3 separate regions of the Sus scrofa genome follow, and regions 2 and 3 are each linked to region 1. Evidence: chromatin contacts called from public Hi-C and targeted proximity ligation data. All regions are on one chromosome and are shown on one strand. The core of a region is the stretch at or near the end of the contact, and the rest is flanking DNA. Distances in the headings are between cores, read along the strand shown.

Evidence for each region. A called contact is a pair of places that touch in the nucleus more often than the background predicts.
Region 2: a Hi-C map of retroperitoneal adipose tissue shows a contact between it and region 1, with 3 times the contacts expected there. A contact is called at or near these places in 1 of 5 promoter capture datasets (liver), 26 of 47 Hi-C or Micro-C datasets (alveolar macrophages, blood, brain and 14 more) and 2 of 2 datasets of targeted methods (alveolar macrophages and skeletal muscle).
Region 3: a targeted proximity ligation map of alveolar macrophages shows a contact between it and region 1. A contact is called at or near these places in 1 of 47 Hi-C or Micro-C datasets (liver) and 1 of 2 datasets of targeted methods (alveolar macrophages).

The regions. Positions count from the first base shown.
Region 1 is chr4:111,648,296-111,651,622 of Sscrofa11.1, reverse strand. The region is part of intron 1 of LOC106510205 (a long non-coding RNA gene); the gene reads right to left. Among named protein-coding and RNA genes, the nearest start is that of SLC25A24, 70 kb to the right of the region's middle.
Region 2 is chr4:111,983,776-111,987,102 of Sscrofa11.1, reverse strand. The region is part of intron 2 of VAV3 (guanine nucleotide exchange factor VAV3); the gene reads right to left. Among named protein-coding and RNA genes, the nearest start is that of VAV3, 160 kb to the right of the region's middle.
Region 3 is chr4:111,965,021-111,968,347 of Sscrofa11.1, reverse strand. All of the region lies in intron 2 of VAV3 (guanine nucleotide exchange factor VAV3), which reads right to left. Among named protein-coding and RNA genes, the nearest start is that of VAV3, 140 kb to the right of the region's middle.

The DNA.
Region 1 (3,327 bases), core at 218-2,717:
CTTGAGGCAAACTGAATCTTGGGAAAAGCCTTATTTTTACAGGTATATATTAGCAAACTTATACCACTTTGAATCATAGAGTTTTATGGCTGAAAGAGATCATTGGACAGAGGGTCACCTGTTTTAAAGGTGGATCAAAGGCTCAGAGCAGAGCCAGAGCTTGGCAAAGCTCACACAGAAGCAAAGCGAGGACGGGAGCCCTGGTTTTCTCTCGTCCACCCAGCCTTCTTTCCTCCGCTCCATCCTATTTCCCTTACTGACCTCTATGCATTCTTTTATATTTATTTTTCTATTTTTTTTTTGTTTGTTTGTTTAAGGCCATACCTGTGGCACATGGAGTTCCTGGGCTAGGGGTCAAATTGGAGTTGAAGCTGCTGGCCTACACCACAGCCACAGCAATGCCGGATCCTTCACCCACTAAGCAAGGCCGGGGATCAAACCAGCATCCTCATGAAGACTGTTGGGTCCTTAACCAGCTGAGCCGTAATAGGCAACTCTATTCATTTGTTTAAATGCAGGTTTCAATTTTAAAACTAAAAAATTTTAATTACCCCTATTAGCCAAACCCATGTCCCTTCTTCTGTCTCCACCCACTGGCTTTAATCTCTGCTCTCGGCTGCTTTTTCTAAAGTTTAGAAACTTACCATCCTTAAAAAAAAAAAAAAACAAAAAAACCAAAAAACCAAAAAAATAAAACAGCTTCCCTTTGATCCTGCCTCTGCCTCAAACTCGCTGGCCCCTCCCTTCAGAGCACAACTTTCTGAGCGAAGGTCCACCCACACACCCTCTTCTTCCTTCCGCCCGCACACCCCTCAGCCCACTGCCCTGGAAGCCTGTGGCTGCCACGCCAGGGAACTCTCCTCCCTGCAGTCGCTCAGGGTCTCAGACCTGGCAACACCTGCAGATCTGTCTCTGCTGCCTGTGATGGCATTGGCCAGTCCTTCCTTTTTAAAACCCTCTCATCCCAGGCTCCAGGATGCCAGCTCTCCAGGGCTCCCTCCTCTTCCGTCTCCCTAGCGGGCACGCTGCTTCTCTGAGTCAGCAGGGCTGTGAGGCGTGGAGGTGTGGATGGGCCGGGGGCAGAAGAGAGGCACAGCCATCCCCACACGTGCTCCTCCCCGTCTCCTGCCTGCACCACGCAGCTCGGTAATCCTGTCTTTCCTTCCTGCATGTATTCAACACCTGTTGAGAACCAACCATATGCCAAACCGTGTACCACACCCTGGGGCCCCAGCGATGAAAGGTGAGTGTGCAATCTCTCTCCCTTCAGTGTGCACCTGCCTCCAAGTCACACCCCTCCAACCCATCCTTCTTCTGGAAAGTTCTGGCAGGTCCTGTCCCTCCCTTCTGAAACTCCTCCCATGGGTTTCTTTTTCCACCCGAGTCCTTAGCATGGCACAGAGCTCGGGTTTAATCCATGTGTCTAGCCATTCTCCCCAAGGAACACCCCGGTCACACCCAGAACATACCATTTCCCCAAACACACACAGCCTCTCGTGACTCTTTGCCTTCACGTGTGCTGTCCCCTCTCTCCAGGCCACCCTGACGTATCTTCTTAGGGTGGTTAAATTCTCTTCATCCTTCAAAGCCCAGGCAAAAACATCACCTTCCCAACGGCGCCTTGTCAACACCGCCTTCGTCGTTACCACTGTACACCGAACAAAGTCACTGCGACACGTATCACTTTAAATTGAAACTTGTTTCATGTCAGCCTTCTCAATGACTCTGAGAACAAAAACTACATATTATTTATTTTCACACATGCCTAATGCCCAGCAAAGTCCCGGGGAGACAGTTCTGAATGTAAACATCAAAAAAAAAAACCGTGTTGAATTAATCACTGTATTTTCGGTGGTGCCACAACTCCTCGGTGCTTGTGCTTCCCATCAACATTTCATGTGCTCTGGTTCTTCACCGTTGTCTCATCTCACTACTTCTTTTCATTCTATTTATGGGCTTCAAGGGGAAAAGGCAAAACCTGGCCTCTTTGCTCATCCCTCAGGCTCCTCTTCTTTATTAAATTGAAACCAAAAATACGAAACCACAAAAGGACTTTTGGTTCAAGCCCCTCCTCCTGTAGATAGCAGTGAGGACAGATTTCCTTTCACTGGATTTGATTTATTCCTTCATAATGGAATAAAAATTAACCTCGCGGAAACAGTACATACAGCCAGAGGTAATTCAATGACAAATGAATGAGATGTTACACAACAGCACAGCTTAATTGGCTCTTCTTGATTGAAAAGGCACAGCCTCTGTAGTGTACAGTGTGTAATTTCCTTTCGTTCTTTCTACTATTGTCATTGTGTTGCAATGGCTACACATCCCTCTTTGAAAACCAAGCCTTCCGCTCATCCTTTTCCTGCCCTTGTAAATGAACCACACCCACCCACCCTCGACGTCACTGGGATTGAATTAAAAAGTCACTACACAAAAAAGCAGGTCATTGCTCTGCCTCCAGGATGCTCCTGCCACCCCCACCCCCCACACTCGTCCATCCCATTATTTCTCCCATCCGGTTGCCAGGTTCCCCCACACTCGCATTTTTGGGGTTTGTACCTTGACCCCCTGTTTTCCTAGCAATGTGAATCAGGTTGTGTCTGGACCAGCCATCCCTCCCTCATCACAGCCAGAAAGCAGTGCCCTGCCTCTGGCCACGCTTGCCAGCATAAGCTTCAAGGAGCACCTTCCCCCCCCGTCTGCCCAACACACATAGCAGAGGAAGGAGACTGACAGGTGTCTCCTCTGTTCACAGTTCTGTCTCCACACTTTTAAAACTCTCCCCCTCCTCAGCTGCCAGCCCACCTTAGCTTCATAGAGCTCCCCGCTCCACCCCCAGCCCCACCCTCGCCCCACCTCCCCCCCCCATGAGGGTGCCCCTTGCCCTCCACAGGGTGGGAGGTGGCATATGTGTGCCCCTCCCTTTCCACTTCAACTTCTGGCCCCCCCCTCCCTCCATGCATTTTGGCTCAACTGCATCCCACGGAAGGTGCTGCCCTCTGACCACTTAGCCCTCTTGCCCTCAACATTTTTTCCCAAATTTCCTGGTCGCTGGCTCTCACACATTAAAGACTTCAGGTAGCTGGGTCATGGGAAATCGTCAGCTCCCCAAACGGTTTCTCAAAGTCTCTGTCTGATGCACCCTCTCTCCTCGCAGTGTTATGTATCAAGCATTTTGTATCAACCACTTTGTTTTCAAATGCATTAGGGTCTCTGGTCCACCGACGCACACACTTCCCTCTGCACCTGTTTCCTCCTTGCCCCTTACTCTGCTTCCGAGCCACGGCCCTGACCCCAACCATCCCCTGTCCAGCATTCCCAATTTCC
Region 2 (3,327 bases), core at 538-3,037, 340 kb before region 1:
ACAACCAGGAGTTCCCGTCATGGCTCAGCGACAGCGAATCTGACTAGCATCTGCGAGGACGCAGGTTCGATCCCTGGCCTTGCTCAGTGGGTTAAGGATCCAGTGTTGCTGTGGTTGTGGTGCAGGCCAGCAGCTACAGCTCCAATTTGACCCCTAGCCTGAGAACCTCCATATGCCACGGGTACAGCTCTAAAAAGACAAAGGAAAAAAAATTTAAGTTCCCACATAAACTGGAGTTCCCATCATGGCTCAGCGGGAATGAATCTTGACTAGTATCCATGAGGATGCAGGTTCCATCCCTGGCCTCGCTCAGGGGGTTAACGATCTGGCATTGTCGTGAGCTGTGGTGTAGTTGTAGACACAGCTTGGATCCTGCGTTGCTGTGGCTGTGGTGTAGGCCAGTGGCTAGAGCTCTGATTCGACCCCTAGCCTGGGAACCTCCATATGCTGCGAGTGCTTCCCCCCCCAAAAAAGAAACAGCACAACCACTGCTCTTCAAAAAATCTGCACAAATTCATATAACCCCTGAAAGGTATCTAAGAACACAATGAGGCACTCTAATGACATGTTTATCTGTCTTTACCAGCTAACAGTGGAAAATAACTTAGAGCAGGGAAATTGCTCCTTCGCTTGTCTATTCCATCACCGAGCTCACAGCCAAGCTCCTAACAACCACTTAACACAAAAATATCTGGTTGCTCAAACAAATGAATGACTACTACTTACCTTACAAAACTGTTGTAAGGATAAGGGATAATATGTGTAAAGACACAAAGAGCTTGGCCTGCTACAAGTGAGGAATGAATGAATGAATAATTAAAGAAGAAGCCCATTATGAAAATCAAATATTAAGTATGAGCAAGAGTTGCTTATCTCCTCAAATCTAGGGACAACATACATAGGGGCACCCCCTCCATCCTATCAACCATTAAAAATTTCCCAAATGATGATTATTTCATTTGAGTACTTTATTTTTTCCATCTCCATTAGTTTAGAAGCCATGAAATGACGGAGTTCCCACTGTGGCGCCACAGGTTACGAATCCAACTGCAGTGCCTGGGGTCGCTGAGAAGACTCGGGTTTGATCCCCCGCCCTGTGCAGTGGGTTAAAAGATCCAGCAACACAGCTGAGGCTCGGATTCTATCCCTGGCCCTGTAACTTCCACATGCAGCAGGTGCAGCCATTTAAAAAGAAAAAGAAAAAAAAAAGAAAAAGCAATGAAAACAGTTTGCAAAAACAGAATGGCAACCATGTACACTAATAAAGCTACCCATTTTAACCATTCTCTTCTTGAGACCTTCTGGCTAATTCTCACCCTCTGCTTATCTAGCACCTTAGTGCTGATGACACTGTAATCGGAGAAAAACAAGTCATCCGTGCAGAAGCAGTTTGTTGGAACTCCCCCCATGGTCCCCAGGGAAGGAAGCCAGGGCCATGGAGAAGAACTACAGGGAGCTGTGGGGACCAGCTCACAGGTCTGCCAAGCTGCTCTAATTAATTATGGGTTGATCTCCTTGGGCTCTCTGGTCTGAAGTTTTATCTCTTAACCCTCTCCCAGACCCAGTGGGAAGGCTATTAAGATTCCTGAACAGGGAGCTAGATTCAACAGGAGTTCCTGGGCCATCGGGTGGCTGCAGGCTTGAGCGCAAGCACCAGACAAGCTTAGCAGTTCAGGGGTGTCTGCAGCATTGCAGCCCCACGGCAGCCAGTTACCAGCTGGCAGCTGGATCTGGGGCCAGGATGGTCTGCTGTGGTCCCTGCAGGCTTGGAGCGAGTGCCCTAGGGCCACGGAGGAGAAAGTCAGGCCTCAGGACATACCTTGGAGTGTGAGCCTGGTGTGCTGGGCTGAGTCAGTCAGACAGGATGGGCCTGTGGACTAGATCAGATGTAAACAGAGGCAGGCCACTCCTCTGAGTGTATTACTCAGGTACCCAATTCTCTGACAATGAAGTCTAACTTCAAACCCATCTAGATGGGATGTTTCAGACTAACAATATATCTCACCTTAACTCTCCAAGGAAATCAACAGAGCCCATTATCTTAATTTTCTTGGCAATTCTAACCTCACACAGTAAATTACCCCATGAGGATACACTACAGCTTAGTGTCATTTCTAGCAACATGTTTAGGTCTTTCCTAAAATACCTAGCTGTTGCTTTCAATACTGTAGAATGCTGTTGAAAACCATCTCTAGCCCTTCTTCTATGGGTAAAGCAAAGCACTACAACCAGGTAAGATGAACAAAAGATTTCTGTATCAAAAAGATGATGAACTATGGGAAATAAACTTTCCATTGTTCAAAAGAGTAGAGTATCTCTATGGGTTTAAGCGGGTCCCAACTGCAGTTTGTGCAGGCCTTGAAACTGATCATAAATGTAAGAATTATTCTATCTGCGCTATTTTGAAACTTCAAAAGTAAAGCTCTATAGAGAAAAAGAACCTCTATTTGGGAGGGTCATATCCTAGACTGGCTAAGAGTGCAAGCTTAAGCCTCAGATTTCCTGGGTTCAAATCCTAGCTCCACCTCTCCCTGGCTGGGTGACCATGGAACAAAGTCCCATACTTTTGCTGCTGTGTCCTAAAGCCACTGCTGCCACCATCATCATTGGTAAAGTAAGATCTGGTCTTTGCAAAGCATTTTAGAAAATAAAAAAGTGACATCCACCTCAAGGTATCACAGGATACAGAAGAAAGCTTTCCATCGGCTGGGAATGTATCTAATAAATTAGGTTATATATTTGAGTATATGATGGCCAGTGTTTGTTAATAGCTACGATAGTTGCTAAGCTTGTCTAATTATAACATGTTTTTAAAAAATGAGGACAGTAAGTGGTAAACATTCTTATTTAGTATTCATTTTCTGCTTCGATGTCATTAATGTTTAATCGAAATAAATAAAATATACACTGTTAAACAAAAGTATTTCTTAGAGCCTCAAAAAACTTGCATTTGACCCTGCTAAGGTGAATTTTAGTAAAAAGGAACAAATGTTCCATGCCTAGACAGCTCATTAAGATAACACTAATAAGAACCAGAATAACACAGTTCACGTAGAATTAAAAGATCTTGGGAATTCTGCTGTGGCACAGCGGAAACGGATCTGGCCAGAATCCATGAGGATGAGGGGTTTGATCCCTGGCCTCGCTCAGTGGGTTGGGGATCTGGCATTGCCATGAGCTGTGGTGCGGGTTGCGGACGTGGCTCGGACCTGTTGTGGCTGTGTCGGCAGTGGTAGTTCTGATTTGACCTCTAGCCTGGGAACTCCATATGCCACAGGTGTGGCCCTAAAAAGCAAAAAAAAAAAAAAAAAAACTTTACGAAGTGAC
Region 3 (3,327 bases), core at 303-2,802, 320 kb before region 1:
AGCCAGAAGGAGGGCAGGGTCCTGGTGCCGGAGGCCACTTCGCACGGCCTTGGACACAGTAGTAAAGTACACAGGGCACAGCCACCGTGAAGGGCACCCCCTAGCGTTGAACGATGCACAACTGCCCTGATAGCCTCGCCCCACACTGCTCTTCACACCCGCTCTCACTCCCTGCCTGTCTCAGTTCTGCCAAAACCCGAGACCAATGCAGGCGATCCATGCGAATCCTTGGCTTTTTGCCTTGGGCATGAAAAATCATTAAACATAATTTAACTTTAAAGACATTTTTTTTTCCCCGTGCCCGTGGCATGTGGAAGTCCCCGGGGCCAGGGATCACACCGGCACCACAGCAGTAACCGGAGCCACAGCAGTGACAATGCAGGATCAGTAACCCGCTAAGCCACCAAAGCACTCCAAGAAACATTTTCTTTAAAGGCAATAAACAAAGCTTGTTGGATTTTTCTTTCTTCTCTTTTATAGGGAATGTGGCAATACATTTTGGTGGCCAGGTCCAAGATCCAAGGGGAACAGAAACTGAGCAATGTTATTATCCCCCCCCCCAAAAAAAACCAACAACCTTATACTTTGACAAACAAGGAGCAAGCATAGGGATTTAATAATTAATAGAAATGTAGTGCTCAGATGACCAGGCAAGACACAATTTTGGCTATTTTCACACACTTGAACGGTGGTGATTGATTTCAGAGCCCAAATGCTTGTTTAGAAAAATGCTCTCAACATACATATTTAATTAGGTCTCAAAATAGAGATAATTTACACAGTGTCCTGGGAGGCTTAGCTGACACAGGATTTCTGAAAGTTTTGATGCTCAAGTGTCCATCTTTAGCAGAAATATGGGACACATATGGGCTAAGCAATGCCACTGCTCCCAACGCTCATGAACCAGGGCCTTTTTTACCGAACACAGGAATCAAAACACGAACGACTTTGAGGACCCGCACACTAGGCCTCCGAGGAAAGAAAGTGCTTTTAATGAAAAGGGACTAGGAGAGACAAAAACAGTGAATAAACATTTATATAAACAGCAAACTCCAAACAGCCACATAAAACAGCAAACTCCCCAAACAGCAATTCCAAGTGCTTTTAAAACTCTATACACATTTTCTGGAGCTCCTGTTGTGACACAGCAGAAACAAATCCAACTCGTAATCATGCGGTTGTAGGTTCGATCCCCGGCCTCACCCAGTGGGTTAAGGATCCTGTGTTGCAGAGGCTGTGGCGTAGGCCTCAGCTGTAGCTCCAACTGGACCCCTAGCCTGGGAACCTCCCTATGCCACAGGTGCAGCCCTAAAAAGCAAAAACAAACAAACAAACAAAAACTCTAAACATTTTCTTAGAGTATAATATTTTTGTTGACAGATTCTTTTCAAGACTCTTAGAAAAAGGAGACTCTACGAAGTGTTAAAACTAAGAAAGAGTCTGTCACTTTAAGTCAACTGAAGGAAACTTTTGGCGCTGGCTCTCACACCTCACAGAGAGGGCACTCCGTCATCTAAATCCCCATGAATGAGCAGCTGCCCCCACACCATCCGCAGTTCCAAAGCACTGGGACACAGGGCACGGGAAACTCTAGATCTGTTCCTGTTTCAAGCATTGCCTCAGTGGCCCAGGGAACATAACTCTTTTTTTAAATATATGAAATGATTGTTTAAGGGTTACCCAGAATCTGTAGAGAGTAAGAGATTACAATGCATTTCATCAATACCTATTGATCAACACATGAGGTCTTCCAACCTATCACAATGATAAGAATATTATCAGAGTTCCCATCGTGGCTCCTCGGAAACGAATCTGAGCAGCATCTATGAGGATGTGGGTTCAATCCCTGGCTCAGTGGGTTAAGGATCCAGTGTTGCCGTGAGCTGTGGTGTAGCTCGCAGATGCAGCTCAGGTCTGGCGTTGCTGTGGCTGGGGCATAGGCTGATGGCTACAGCTCCTGATTCGACCCTTAGCCTGGTAACCTCCATGTCTTGGGTGCGGCCCTGAAAAAAAAAAAAAAAAAAGACAAAAAAAAAAAGAATGTTATTGTACATGAATATCTGACCTTGTATCTAATTATTCCCTGATAACAATTCCTAGAAGTGAAGTTTCTAGACCAAAGGGTACGCACATTTTTAAAGTTCCGGGTATATACCATTAAACCACGGAGGGGTTTTTTTTTTTAATAACTTCCCTACAAATAAGCTATTCCACACTGCTCCCGAGGCTAAAGGGAACTTGACCAAAGGGAAAGGCATTGTTGTATCATCCACCTGTGCCTTTGATCCGAAAGTATTCTGAGGTGCTCCTGTGATTTTTCTCCCCCTTAAAGCCGTTCTTGTGTTATTCTTGGCAAGTGAAGAATAAGCAAACCACACAGTCTCTTTCTTAGAACCATTTCTTCAAGGTTTCCTTTGTCCACTGTCAGTTCAGCAAGGTTTTGTGGTGGAGTCATTACTATAATCAGACAACAACCTGAGTCTGGGAAAGCAACACTGCCTAACTTCCAATGAGAAGAACATGGATGAAATATTTAATACATTCAACAAAGGAGATCACATTTCTAGGCAAGGAAGAGGATGACTGTGTCAGCACGAGATTTTTAGTACCTGGATGGTACCACGGCCTAGGAATCTGGATTCTTGGATCCTTTAAAGCATCTCTAATTTATAGACTAGTCGAATCACCTATTTTATGAGCATTTACAATACGCAAGATCCTGTTTTTAAATATTATCAAGGAAACAAAATTATCTATAAGCCAAGGTGCTTACAAGGTAGGGTAGGGGCCCAGAAAAATACATCCAAAATGCACTAAAACAATAACAAAGTCAATAAGCACAGGCTCTAATCTGTGCAATGCCTGTAGGTTAAAATCTTGGTTTTGTGGACACATCTCATTTTATTTTATACCTTAAATACCAAATTTGCAATCAGGTTCCACTTCATTCCCAAATAACCCCAACATTATGAAACTGAGAGTGAGGGGAAAAAAATTTACAAAACAATTTTTTATTGTTACACAGGAGAGCAAAGAAAAGCATTTGCAGTGTAGTCCATGATTTGAATTTCCTACAGAAACACGGCTAGAAAGGTTTTAAGAGCCCTCAAGTGACAGCATAATTTATTGTTCCTAGCAAATGACATGTTCTGGTAAAAACAACCCCTTTTCAATTACGAGATGTCTTGAGAAGCTTGTATTTTTATCAAGACTGCCCTTCCTGAAATAATCTCTCCCCTTGTAACAAACATTTTGTCCCATAAGAAAAAGATGATAAAAGTTCTGCAGATAAGTTGCTGCTGACAAGACAAACTCTGGAGGTTCCAA